Linked DNA regions of Sus scrofa: all the other regions are linked to region 2. A link is a contact called in public HiChIP or PLAC-seq data. All regions are on one chromosome and are shown on one strand. The core of a region is the stretch at or near the end of the contact, and the rest is flanking DNA. Distances in the headings are between cores, read along the strand shown.

Evidence for each region. HiChIP or PLAC-seq counts read pairs in DNA pulled down with a chosen protein or histone mark.
Region 1: an H3K27ac HiChIP or PLAC-seq map of alveolar macrophages shows a contact between it and region 2, with 5 times the contacts expected there. The contact joins two enhancer-like sites. A contact is called at or near these places in 1 of 5 promoter capture datasets (liver), 12 of 47 Hi-C or Micro-C datasets (brain, embryonic fibroblasts, fetal heart ventricle and 6 more) and 1 of 2 datasets of contacts at active chromatin or transcription factors (alveolar macrophages).
Region 3: a contact with region 2 is called in an H3K27ac HiChIP or PLAC-seq map of alveolar macrophages, with 5 times the contacts expected there. The contact joins two enhancer-like sites. A contact is called at or near these places in 2 of 5 promoter capture datasets (fetal liver and liver), 28 of 47 Hi-C or Micro-C datasets (adipose tissue, alveolar macrophages, blood and 16 more) and 2 of 2 datasets of contacts at active chromatin or transcription factors (alveolar macrophages and skeletal muscle).
Region 4: a contact with region 2 is called in an H3K27ac HiChIP or PLAC-seq map of alveolar macrophages. The contact joins two enhancer-like sites. A contact is called at or near these places in 4 of 47 Hi-C or Micro-C datasets (alveolar macrophages, blood and embryonic fibroblasts) and 1 of 2 datasets of contacts at active chromatin or transcription factors (alveolar macrophages).

What each region holds. Positions count from the first base shown.
Region 1 is chr9:48,334,189-48,337,184 of Sscrofa11.1, forward strand. The region is part of intron 1 of LOC102163364 (a long non-coding RNA gene); the gene reads right to left. Among named protein-coding and RNA genes, the nearest start is that of SC5D, 21 kb to the right of the region's middle. Within about 2 kb of position 1,658, at least 2 of the 83 cell types and tissues checked have an H3K27ac peak or open chromatin away from gene starts, as enhancers often do. A contact at or near this core is called in alveolar macrophages, where this site is marked.
Region 2 is chr9:48,586,466-48,589,376 of Sscrofa11.1, forward strand. SORL1 (sortilin-related receptor) reads left to right here. Exons shown (of 50, transcript XM_021063014.1): 23 at 1,430-1,603. Among named protein-coding and RNA genes, the nearest start is that of SORL1, 150 kb to the left of the region's middle. Within about 2 kb of position 1,401, at least 15 of the 83 cell types and tissues checked have an H3K27ac peak or open chromatin away from gene starts, as enhancers often do. A contact at or near this core is called in alveolar macrophages, where this site is marked.
Region 3 is chr9:48,368,586-48,371,426 of Sscrofa11.1, forward strand. SC5D (lathosterol oxidase) reads left to right here. Exons shown (of 5, transcript XM_003129944.4): 4 at 1,715-1,815; 5 at 2,171-2,841. The coding sequence ends at 2,626. It overlaps LOC106504896 (a long non-coding RNA gene), which reads right to left. Exons shown (of 4, transcript XR_002335693.1): 4 at 2,322-2,841. Among named protein-coding and RNA genes, the nearest start is that of SC5D, 13 kb to the left of the region's middle. Within about 2 kb of position 1,531, at least 2 of the 83 cell types and tissues checked have an H3K27ac peak or open chromatin away from gene starts, as enhancers often do. A contact at or near this core is called in alveolar macrophages, where this site is marked.
Region 4 is chr9:48,391,399-48,394,240 of Sscrofa11.1, forward strand. All of the region lies in intron 1 of LOC106504896 (a long non-coding RNA gene), which reads right to left. Among named protein-coding and RNA genes, the nearest start is that of SC5D, 36 kb to the left of the region's middle. Within about 2 kb of position 1,558, at least 15 of the 83 cell types and tissues checked have an H3K27ac peak or open chromatin away from gene starts, as enhancers often do. A contact at or near this core is called in alveolar macrophages, where this site is marked.

The DNA of each region.
Region 1 (2,996 bases), core at 408-2,907, 250 kb before region 2:
CACAGCAGTGACAATGCAAGATCCTTAACCTGCTGTGCCATCAGGGAACTCTCTATTTGATTTTTTTAAAATAATTCATTCATACAAAATAATGAATAAACTGTACTCATATACTTAAATAAATTTTTTTTTCTTTTTTGTCTTTTTGCCATTTCTTGGGCCGCTCCCGCGGCATATGGAGGTTCCCAGGCTAGGGGTCCAATCGGACCTGTAGCCGCTGACCTACGCCAGAGCCACAGCAATGTGGGATCCGAGCCACGTCTGTGACCTACACCACAGCTCAAGGCAACGCCGAATCATCAACCCACTGAGCAAGGGCAGGGATGGAACCCGCAACCTCATGGTTCCCAGTTGGATTCGTTAACCACTGTGCCACGACGGGAACTCCCTTAAATAATGTTAATAAACACCCGTATATTAAACCTCCTGGCTCAAGAAATAAAATACAACCCTGGAGTTCCCACTGTGGCCAACAGGATCAGTAGTGTCTCTGAAGCATTGGGACACAGGTTCAATCCCCAGTCTGGCACAGTGGGTTAAGGCTCTGACGTTGTCATAGCTGTGGCATAGGATGCAACTGCAGCTCGGATCTGACCCCTGGCCCAGAAATTCCATATGACGTGGGGCAGCCAAAAGAGAAAAAAAGAAAGAAAACACAACCCAACAAACTTTTTCAGCTCACCATGGCCCCTCTTTCCCTCTCTTTCTCATCCATATGAAACCACTATCCTGTATTATAAACTACCAGCTACTTTAAAAAATAGTTTTATAATATATGCTATATTCCTAAACAATAGAATATTTAATTTTCCCAGGTCTTGAAACTTACATAAAAGAGCTCATATCATATGTATTTATTAATGCCCTTCTCACTCATCATTCTATTTCTGAGATTCTTCCATCCTGGTAAGCATAGCTCTAGTACATTTTTTAAACTGCTCTGTGATATGTGTTGTATAAATAGACTAAAACTCATTTCTCCATTTTATTGATTTGGGACTTGCTTCTTTTTGCCCAACACTATGATTTTAAAATTCTCATTTTCATTCATGCAGCTAAAATTTAGGTAGATCAACATCCTTGCTGTATAATCTGTATCTAATAATTTCAATATCAATCTTGGGAGTCTGACATTTCAGTTTATATATTTTTTTTCCTGCTGCCTTTTGTTTATTTGGGCTTGTTTCTTCTTGTGTTTTAGTTATTTAAAATTTTTTTTTTTTTTACTTTTTAGGGCCACACCCGCAACATAGCAAAGTTCCCAGGCTAAAGGTTGAATCAGAGCTACAACTGCCGGCCTAGACCACAGCCGCAGCCACAACAATGTGGGGTCCGAGCCACGTCTGTGACCTACACCACAGCTCACAGCAACGCCAGATCCTTAACCCACTGAGCAAGGCCAGGGATCAAACCCACATCCTCATGGATACTAGTCTGATTCATTTCCGCTGTGCTATGAGAAATCCAATAATGTTTGGTTTTTGCTTTTTCCTCCATACTAATACATCCTTAATTAGCCACAAGGAGCTCTCCACTTCTCTCCTCCGGAAATCATTTCACCCATTGGTTTGTTTGGCTAAAGGTCTCTGTCTTCAGCAATGATGAGGCAAGTACTCTTTCTCTGGAGTGGGGAAATCCATGGTTTGCTGTCTTCTCCAGTGATGAATATGTTGGGAAAGCCTGGTAGCAAAGCTATTGCCATTGGTTTCCTCCATGTGAGCCATGTCAAGAATCAAGCTCTGTGTGTGTGTGTGTGTGTGTGTGTGTGTGTGTGTGTGTGTGTGTGTGTGTGTGTGTGTGTGTTGGTGATTACATCAGTCTATCCTAGGTCAGAACTTTCAGTCAACATACATAGGTTAGCAGAACTCAAGGAAATGACTAATTGACTTGGCTAAGCTCCAAATCAATTTAGAAGATGTCCATTCTGGATGGTGCCCACAAAGATCTTCCTTGCTTCACAGGACTTATACCAGGCTTCCTCAGACACAATTTGATAAACAACAAATTGACCCCTGGGTCACAGATAAGATGGAAATTCACTCTGGTCAATGTCGATGACATCCATAAAATAGCCAGGGTGGCTTATATCAGTGTGTAGCCTGCCATCAATCTTAAGGAATCACTGTGTGCAGATCTTCTTAACTTTCTCTCCTGCTCTGACATATTTGTCTTTTTCTTGGTAAAATAAGGAGAAGGAGCAGCCTGCTGGGTCCAGTGGATGAACAAAGGGCAACAACATCAGTTAGGATGTCCAGCATCCAGTAATCTGGAGCTGCTCTGTACTTTAGGACCATGAGTTGTGACTATTCTAGGCACAGAAAAGGCTGAAATCAATGTTTTATATAAATTACACAGGAAATATTTGCTTTGCTGCTGCCAGACATCTAGTACCATCTAGTAGCCATAGCCATCAGCCTATGGCTACTTGAAAATGAATCTTGGGGAGTTCCTGCTATGGTGTAGTGAAAATGAATCAGACTAGTAACCATGAGGTTGTGGATTTGACCCCTGGCCTCTCTCAGTGGGTTAAGGATCTGGTGTTGCTATGGCAATAGGCTGGCAGCTATAGTTCTAATTCGATGTCTAGCCTGGGAACCTTCATGAGCCTTGAGTGTGGCCCTAAAAAGAAAAAAAAAATTTAAAAATTTGAAAATAAAATAAAATGAATTTTGGTTTGATGATATTCAGACAATGTAGGTAGCATGAATTATGTCCCTAAAACAGCATGAGTGTTGGCTTGTGGTTCAAAATTCTCAGAGGATATTCTTTCTCTCTTTCTCTTTCTCACCTTCTTTCCTTTCCTCTTCCCTCTTCCCTTCTCTTTTACCTCATTTTCTTGCTCTTTCTCTTCCTTCCTTCCCTTTCCTTCTCTTTCTTTTCCTGCTCATCTTAGGGCCAGGCCCCAACAGACAAGTCTTCCTTTGAATGGTTATTTTCTGTGTCACCCCTTTCTAGAGTTCAGGTTTATACTAGAAGCTTGGATTCTACTTCCCACC
Region 2 (2,911 bases), core at 151-2,650:
CGTCATTCATGAACCCTGTTTCACATCCTGCAGGCCAGGATAGGTGGGGCATAGCTCAAACCTTGGCTGGATGGAAACAGACGATATGGATATGGTTCTTGTGGGGTTCTCTGGCCATGAGATGGCACAATTGAAGAATCTTTATCAGTTGGTTTTTTTATCAAAGCATTTATGTATCTTCTCAGTTTTGAAGAAGAGAAGTCACAGGCCAAAGGAAAAGCATCCATTTCTTAATTTATGGCTTTTGTGTTGCTTGGTGGTTGTACCATGTTTTCAGTTGCTGTAAAATCATTTATGCGTCCTCTCTCTCCTTCCCAGAAGGACGAGGGGGATAGAAAACACCATTTCCCTCGCTGATCATCCACAAAGCTTCTCTCTTGACAGTGCAGAGAGGGATTTTATGGACTAGCTGGCACGCTCTTTGGAAAGCTGAACCAGAGAAAAGACTGCAAATAGTGGATTCGGTCAGCATTAACCAGTGAATTCTTATGTGGATTCACGACACATGGATTTGTTGCCTAACGGGTGCTCTGCTTGGTTCCGAATTGAGCTCAGCAGCTGTGCTCTGGTGCAAAGGAACTGGGAAGGGCAGGCCTGGATTTTTGTTCTGTCCTTACTCCAGTGTATGTTCTAATATAACAATAGGCTTTTGGGGAGTTCTGTCATGGCTCAGCGGTAACAAACCCAACTAGAATCCATGAGGACTCAGGTTCGATCCCTGGCTTCACTCAGTGGGTTAAGGATCCGGCATTGCTGTGTGCTGTGGTGTAGGTCGCAGACGCAGCTCGGATCCCACTTGCTGTGGCTGTGGTGTAGCCCAGCAGCTCCTGCTCTGATTCAGCCCCTAGCCTGGGAACTTCCATATACGGCAGGTGCAGCCCTAAAAAGACCAAAAAAAAAAAAAAAAAAAAAAAAAAGCGGCAGGGGGGCTTTTGGGCTCTAAGTATAGAAACCCACCCAAGCTGACTCAAGTGAAAGTGTTGTGGACAGAATGAAGGGAGATGGTAAGGACGGGAGGTGCGTTGTGCGGATGGGGAAGGGCCTGGGCCTGGTAAAGCTGTCCCAAGTCCCAGGTGTTGTCCTTTCTTCTCTCCGTGTGAGTCAGCTTCATCCTCTCAACTCTGCAGACTGATCTTACCTGCACAGCTCTGACTGGCCCAGGTTTGGGCTTGCCCTGCATCACCTGTGACACCCACACAGTATGACTCGTCTCCCCACTCCAGCTCCCTGCCTATCTTGGTGTCTGAGCACCCCAACTCCAGATTCCCAGGAGGACCAGCGGGTACCTGGCTCACCCTCTCTGCTTCACTCTTCTCTCCCGAGCTTCCTGTGATCCGGTCTGTGAACCCGGAGCTTGCACTGGGTCTCAGGCCTGTTTCTGGCGCCCCCTGGTGTTTACTGACCAGAATGCCATGTGTCTCCTCTCCAGGAAGCAACGCCTGTGTGTCCAGGCCGTGCAGCCTGCTGTGCCTGCCCAAGGCCAACAACACTAGAACCTGCCGGTGTCCAGATGGTGTTTCTGGCAGCGTCCTCCCGTCCGGGGACCTGATGTGCGAGTGCCCTCAGGGCTATCAGCTGAAGAACCACACGTGTGTCAAAGAAGGTGCCTCCCCTTTCCTTTTCTGCCCGTCCTCCTTCCCTTCTGTGGCCCTCAACTCACGCACATTTGAGGTTATTAAAAATGCCCAACGTGGACATAAAACCCACTAGACACACCCCAGTTTGGTGCCAAGGACTGTAGTCCCTCAGTCTTAATCCGGAACCGGCCCACGCCGTTCATTGAGACAGAAGAGCTGCATTTGGGTTTAAGGTCAGGGCTGTGGGCCCGCCTCTGAGCCTGCCTTTCTATTCTTTTGCCACCGCTCCCTCTGCTCATCCACCCCCACATCCACCTTCTCCAGCTTCTGTAAGCTGGACCGCCCGGACGTGGACAAAAGTCTTAGACTCCTTCACAGTTCACCTCGTCCCACCCCACACTCTCCTCCCCTCACTCCTGCCAGCCTGGAAATGCCCAGACTTTCCAACCAGTTTGCAGAGGGCTCTCCCTTTCCCACTCCCGAGCTGTGGCTAAGAGGCTGCGGCAGCCTCAGTTCACCCCCTTTGAGTCTGAACAGGTGGATTCTAACATTTTCTTCATCTGAAAACCTGTGAAATCTTTCTCTCTTGTTGGGTTGTTCCCCTTCACCCCTTTTGCAGCGTCTGGCCTCATATCTGGGAGGTGAGCCCCTCGGGCGAGGGCCTGGCCACGAAGTGCCCAGTTGGTGGCTGTGGCCCGAATTCCTGCTTTTCCTTATTATTCTCAAGGTTCCCTTTGTTTTGGAATTATGACCCCACCCCCACAGCAGCCTCTCCGTCCAGGATGGTGAAATCCACAAAGTGGCCTTCTGGGCTCTCTTAAGAAATACAAATGGAAAAATGATGAGCCTTTTTTTCCCCTAAGACACAGGAGATTCTCTTCTAGGATCTGGACATCACCATAAAGCTGTTTGAGAAGAAATGGAGTTACCCTAAATTCCAGGAGGGGGAGAAAGGGCTTTTCTAGATCCCCATCAGAATGCTTTTGGTTCAAGGAGGCCAGCCGTCATGTATTCTTAACCTAGTGTGTTAAACAGTGCCCTTCTTTCTATATGAGGATTTAGCACTGCTTGCTTTGGAGAAGTCATAGGATAGGAAAAAAGTCTTCACAAACGTGGAAAGCAAATCTCCATAACCCACCTGGTGGGTAAATGGAGTCTGTGAATATATATGACAATAGTCTATGTACACTGTGTGGCTATAGATATACTGAATATTTGTGTTTGGATACTGTGTACACGGTCCTTAAGGAATTTCCTGTGGAATTAGCATTTTGTAATGGTGCATCTCTACCCACTAGATCCACCTGGGCAGCATCACTGTCCTTTTTCATCAT
Region 3 (2,841 bases), core at 281-2,780, 220 kb before region 2:
ACAGCTCACGGCAACACCAGATCCTTGACTCACTGAACAAGGCTAGGGATTGAACCCACAACCTCATGGTTCCTAGTCGAATTTGTTAACCACCGAGCCACAGTGGGAACTCCTATCTATAGTTTATTTAAATGATCCACCATTTTCAGACCTTTAGATTTTTCCTCATTTTTCTGCTACAAATAGTACTGCAATGACTAAACTAATTTTTGTGAAATTCTGGAGTTATTTCATCCAGATACATTTCAGGTATCTAGTATTAGGAAGTAAGAATAATAGTTAACATTTATTGAGTGTTAATATGTACCAGCTCCAGTTCTAAGTTTTTCACATGTATCAATCAGTTTTATTCTACATTAATTCTCTGAGGTAGGTACTACTGTTCTGCTCCATTCATAGGTGAGTAACTTAAGTGTACAGAGAGCTTCAGTAACTCGCCATGCTCACTTAACAAATAAGTGGTAGATCTGAGCCTGGAACCCAAGCTTGCTGGCGTCAGCACCCATGCTCTCTCAGTAAGAGGTTAGTTATTTAAAGGAGGGAATAAAAATTATATACCAGGGTGATGAATTGACTCAACCTTGAAAAGTGGGTCAAATTATGAATAAAAATGAAAGGAACGAGGGCATTCTAGATACGAGTAAAGGTATAGACGTAAGGCTTTGAAGATATTGGGAGGACATTGAGTGATCCAGCCTGGTTAGTTCATGAACAGATGAGGTTGGGAAGATCAGAACAGGTTGGGTTATGGAGTAAATGCTGGGCTTAAGGTGTTTCATGGAAAATAAAACTCAAAGCAGGGGAGGTAATATGTAAAGATATGGGTTTTTTGGGGGGTTTTTTTTGTTTGTTTTTTTTGTTTTTTTGTCTTTTTGCCATTTCTTCGGCCACTCCTGTGGCATATGGAGGTTCCCAGGCTAGGAGGTCTCATCAGAGCTGTAGTTGCCAGCCTACGCCAGAGCCACAGCAACCCGGGATCTGAGCCATGTCTGTGACCTACACCACAGCTCATGGCAACACCGGATCCTCAACCCACTGAGCAAAGCCAGGGATCGAACCCACAACCTCATGGTTCCTAGTCGGATTCATTAACCACTGAGCCATGACAGGAACTCCTAAAGATATGTTTTATGAAGATTAATGTGAAGGAAAAATAAAGAGCATTATTCTCAAACATTTCAATCATAAAGATGCCACAGGAGTATACTTTTTCTGTTTCGTAAATAGCTTGTCTTTTCTTTTTTTTTAGGGCCCTACCCAAGGCATATGGAGGTTCCCAGGCTAGAGGTCGAATCAGAACTGTAGACCTACACCACAGTCACAGCAACGACAGATCCGAGGCACATCTACACAGCTCAGGGCAACACCAGATCCTTAACCCACTGAGCAAGGCCAAGGATCGAACCTGCATCCTCATGGATACTAGTCAGATTCGTTTCCGCTGAGTCATGATGGGAACTCCCCATAAATAACTTCATAGTTTAATTAAGAAATATTTTGGGTGGGTCCCTTCAATTTTTTATGAGAGGGAAGTAAGCAGAGCCCAGGGAGCCAAGGGAGGTGGAGATTGTAACATACTGGATTAACCAAAGCAGATAGTTTACAGTGTTTGGGTCTGGGATCATATTTTGTCTCCTTAGATGGACATATAAAAAGTAAACGCTGATCCTGGGAGCCAAATCTTGATTGTGCCATATCCTGTTGTCTCTTGTAGGCTGGTTTCGACTCCTTGCTAGTGTATTGTCCTTTCTCTTTTTCACTGACATGCTGATCTACTGGATTCACAGAGGCCTTCATCATAGACTTTTATATAAGGTAGAGTCATTTGTAGGGGAAAGACAGAAAATACTCATTTCAGGTACTACTACTACTATTACTGTTGTTATCATCATCATTTCTATTATAAGAGGTATTATTAAATACTCAAGTAGCCATAGTCATGACAGGTACAAGGTACATTTTGTGTGTGTCCTTCTTTATGGGTCTGGAGGGGCTGAGTTAAAATTTTGCTGTTTGGAGATAAAGAAGAGGGGCATTTTATAAAGTAATTTGCTACATTCAAAGAGATGTGTAGCCAGGTCGTTTCCCACAACATGAGCAGGAAAAGTGCAGTGGAGTGTGTCTCGGGGGAAAGTCTGCGACATTAACTTGGTGTCCTTTTCTTCTCTAGCGCTTACACAAACCTCATCACATCTGGAAGATCCCTACTCCATTTGCAAGTCATGCTTTTCACCCTCTGGATGGCTTCCTTCAGAGTCTCCCTTACCACATATACCCTTTCGTTTTTCCCCTACACAAGGTAGTTTATTTAGGTTTGTACATTTTGGTCAATATCTGGACAATTTCCATTCATGACGGTGACTTCCGTGTTCCCCAGAGCTTAAGGCCATTTATTAATGGCTCAGCCCATCATACAGACCACCATATGCTCTTTGACTATAACTATGGACAGTACTTCACGTTGTGGGACAGAATTGGAGGCTCATTCAAAAACCCCTCCTCCTTTGAAGGGAATGGACCACTTGATTATGTGAAGAAGATGACAGAAGAAAAGTTCAGCAACCATGCAGGAAATGGTTGTAAAAATGAAAAATTATTCAATGGCGAGGGCAAAAAGGCTGAGTAGATTATTGCCGAATTACTGAATATTTTTAATCAAGAGAAATAATCTACATATGTACAGCCAAGAGGCCTAGCACGTGAACAGTATCATTTGAAAATCAGAATGGTGGGTCCTGCTGAGGAATGATCATGCTGGTAGGTCAAAAGAACATGCTGTGAACACCAAGGGACTAATGGTGTCTTTCTAGCCAGCAGATCTGCAATTTGTATAGCCTCAAC
Region 4 (2,842 bases), core at 308-2,807, 190 kb before region 2:
GAAGATTCTGCCTTCCTCCACTTTTTGCCCTGTTCAGCTCTCAGGGATTGGAGGATGCCCATCCACACTGATTGGGGCAATCAGATCCAAATGCTTATCTCCCCAGAAATGCCTTCACAGACACATCCAGAAATAACATTTAACCAGATAGCTGGGCATCTCATGGCCCAGTCAAATTGACACAAAAAATTTACCATCATACTAGATAAACCTTTATATCTTTAAAAGATAAATGTTGTCACCTGAGAGAATCTAGGCTCTGTGTGGGCAAGGCCTTATCTCTCTCTATTGATTTACAGCAAGTCTTTATCGAATCCATTATTAGGTTGCCCATGCATAGAATAGGGCCGGGCAGAGAAGAGAAGCACAATCCATTATCTAACGAATAAATAAACAAATGAAAAATGGGTCTTCACTAGCTACTTTTGAAACAGATTGATGCGCTTTTGATCATTATCTACACACTGCAGACCAAGGACTCACCTCATTTCTAACTAGTTCTCATCCTCAAGCCCTTGTCCATTCTGTTCGATGCTGCCCTCTTGCCCTCCCTTATGCCAGCAGGCCCCCACCCTCAGAGCCTCCAAACTCAGCTGTTCCCTATGCTTGGAATATTCTTCACCTCGAGTATAGCTATGGATCACTCCAACATCTCTTCTGGACCTGTGCTGAAATGTCACTTTTTAAGGGAACCATTCCCAACTGTCCTATTTTATTTTATTTTATGCCTATATCATGTGAAAGTTCCTGGGCCAGGCATTGAACCCGAGCCGTAGCAGGGACCCAAGCTACAGCTATGACCACCCCAGATCCTTAATTATTGGGTCACTAGGGACCTCCCCAAAATCTTAGATTTGTTTGTTTTTTCTCAACTCTCCTATATATATATATATTTTTTCTTTTTAGGGCCACACCTTAGGTATATGGAGGTTCCCAGGCTAGGGGTTGAATCGGAGCTATAGCTACCAGCCTACACCAGAGCCACAGTAACACGGGATCTGAGCTGTGTCTGCGACCTGCACTACAGCTCAGGGCAATGCCAGATCCTTAATCCACTGAGCTAGGCCAGGGATCAAACCTGCGTCCTCATGGATGTTAGTCAGATTCGTTTCCGCTGAGCCACGATGGGAACGCCCCCTCCCTACCCCGTCCTATTTAAATTGCAATTTCCACTCTTCACACTCCCTAAGCCCCCTACTCTGCCTTTGGTTTTCTTCTATCATGTGTGAGGCCGAAAAACAAGTCTTAATACATTTAAGAATGAAATTATATCAAGCATCTTTTCTAATCACAATGGTATGCAACTAGAAATCAGTGGCAGGAAGAAAACTGGAAAATTCACAGATATGTGGAGATTAAACAACATTCTACTGAAAAACCAATGGGTCAAAGAAGAAATCGAAAGAGAAATTAAGAAGATATTTTGAGAGAAATGAAAGTGAAAATACAACGTATCAAAACATTTAGTAATGCAGCAAAAGCAGTTCTAAGAGGGAAGTTCATAGATACATGCCTATATTAAGAAAGATTTTAGAGTTCTCTTGCAGCATGTGGGTTAAGCATTGTCACTGCAGTAGCCCACGTCATTGCTGTGGCACAGTTCAGTCTTTGACCCAGGAGCTTCTCTACGAGGCCAAAAAGAAAACAACAAACAAATAAAAAAAAAAAACCCAGATAGATCTCAAGTATCTCAAGAACTAGAAAAAGAACTAAATAAACCCAAAGTTAGAAGGAAGGAAATTACAAAGATCAGAGTGGAAATAAATAAATAGGAGTTTCTGTTGTGGCCTAGCAGGTTAAGAACCCAACTAGTACTTATGAAGGTGTGTGTTCAATCCTTGGCCTTGCACAGTGGGTCAAGGATCCAGCATTGTCACAAACTGCAGTGTAGATCGCAGATGCAGCTTGTATCTGGCATTGCCGTAGCTGTGGCATAGGCCAGCAGCTGCAGTTCCCAGCCGAGGAACTTCCATATGATGTGGGTGCAGCCTTAATAAATAAATATATTAAGACTGAAAAGAAAATAGAAAAGACTAATAAAAATTAAGAGCTGGGATTTTTTGGTTTTCGCCACCCCCCCCTTTTTTTTTTTTTGTCTTTTAACCTCTATGGAAGTTCCCAGGCTAGGGGTCGAATCAGAGCTGTAGCCGCCGGCCTATACCACAGCCACAGCAATGCGGGATCTGAGCCGCCTCTGAGACCTACACCACAGCTCATGACATCGCCAGATCCTTAATCCACTGAGCAAGGCCCGGAATCACACCTGCCACCTCATGGTTACTAGCCGGGCTTATTAACCACTGAGCCACGATGGGAACTCCTGGTTTTTGCCTTTTTTCTTTTTCTTTTTTTGGCCACCCCACAGCATATGGAGTTCCCGCTCTTGCAGCTGCAGCAATGCTGGATCCTTTAACCCACTGTGCCAGGCTGGGGATTGAACCAGCATCCTGGTGCTGCAGAGACACTGCCCATCCTATTGCTCCACAGCGAGAACTCCAAGAGCCGCTGTTTTAAAAGATAAACAAAATAGAAAAAGCTACGTCCAGCCAAAAACTGCACATGAATATGTATAGCAGCTTTATTCATAATTGTCATGACTCGAAAGCTATGAAGATGTCCTTTGGGAGTTGAGAAGATACATCCAGACAATGGACAATTACTCGTGGCTAAAAAAACATGAACAGACATGGAGGATACCTAAATGCCTATCATTAAGTGAAAAAAGCCAATCTGAAAAGGCTGAATACTAAAAAGTATGAGAGGCTGCATATAGAAAAGTCCAACTATTTGACATGCCGGGAAAGGCAAAACAATGAGGACAGTAGAAGGATCAGTGGTTGTC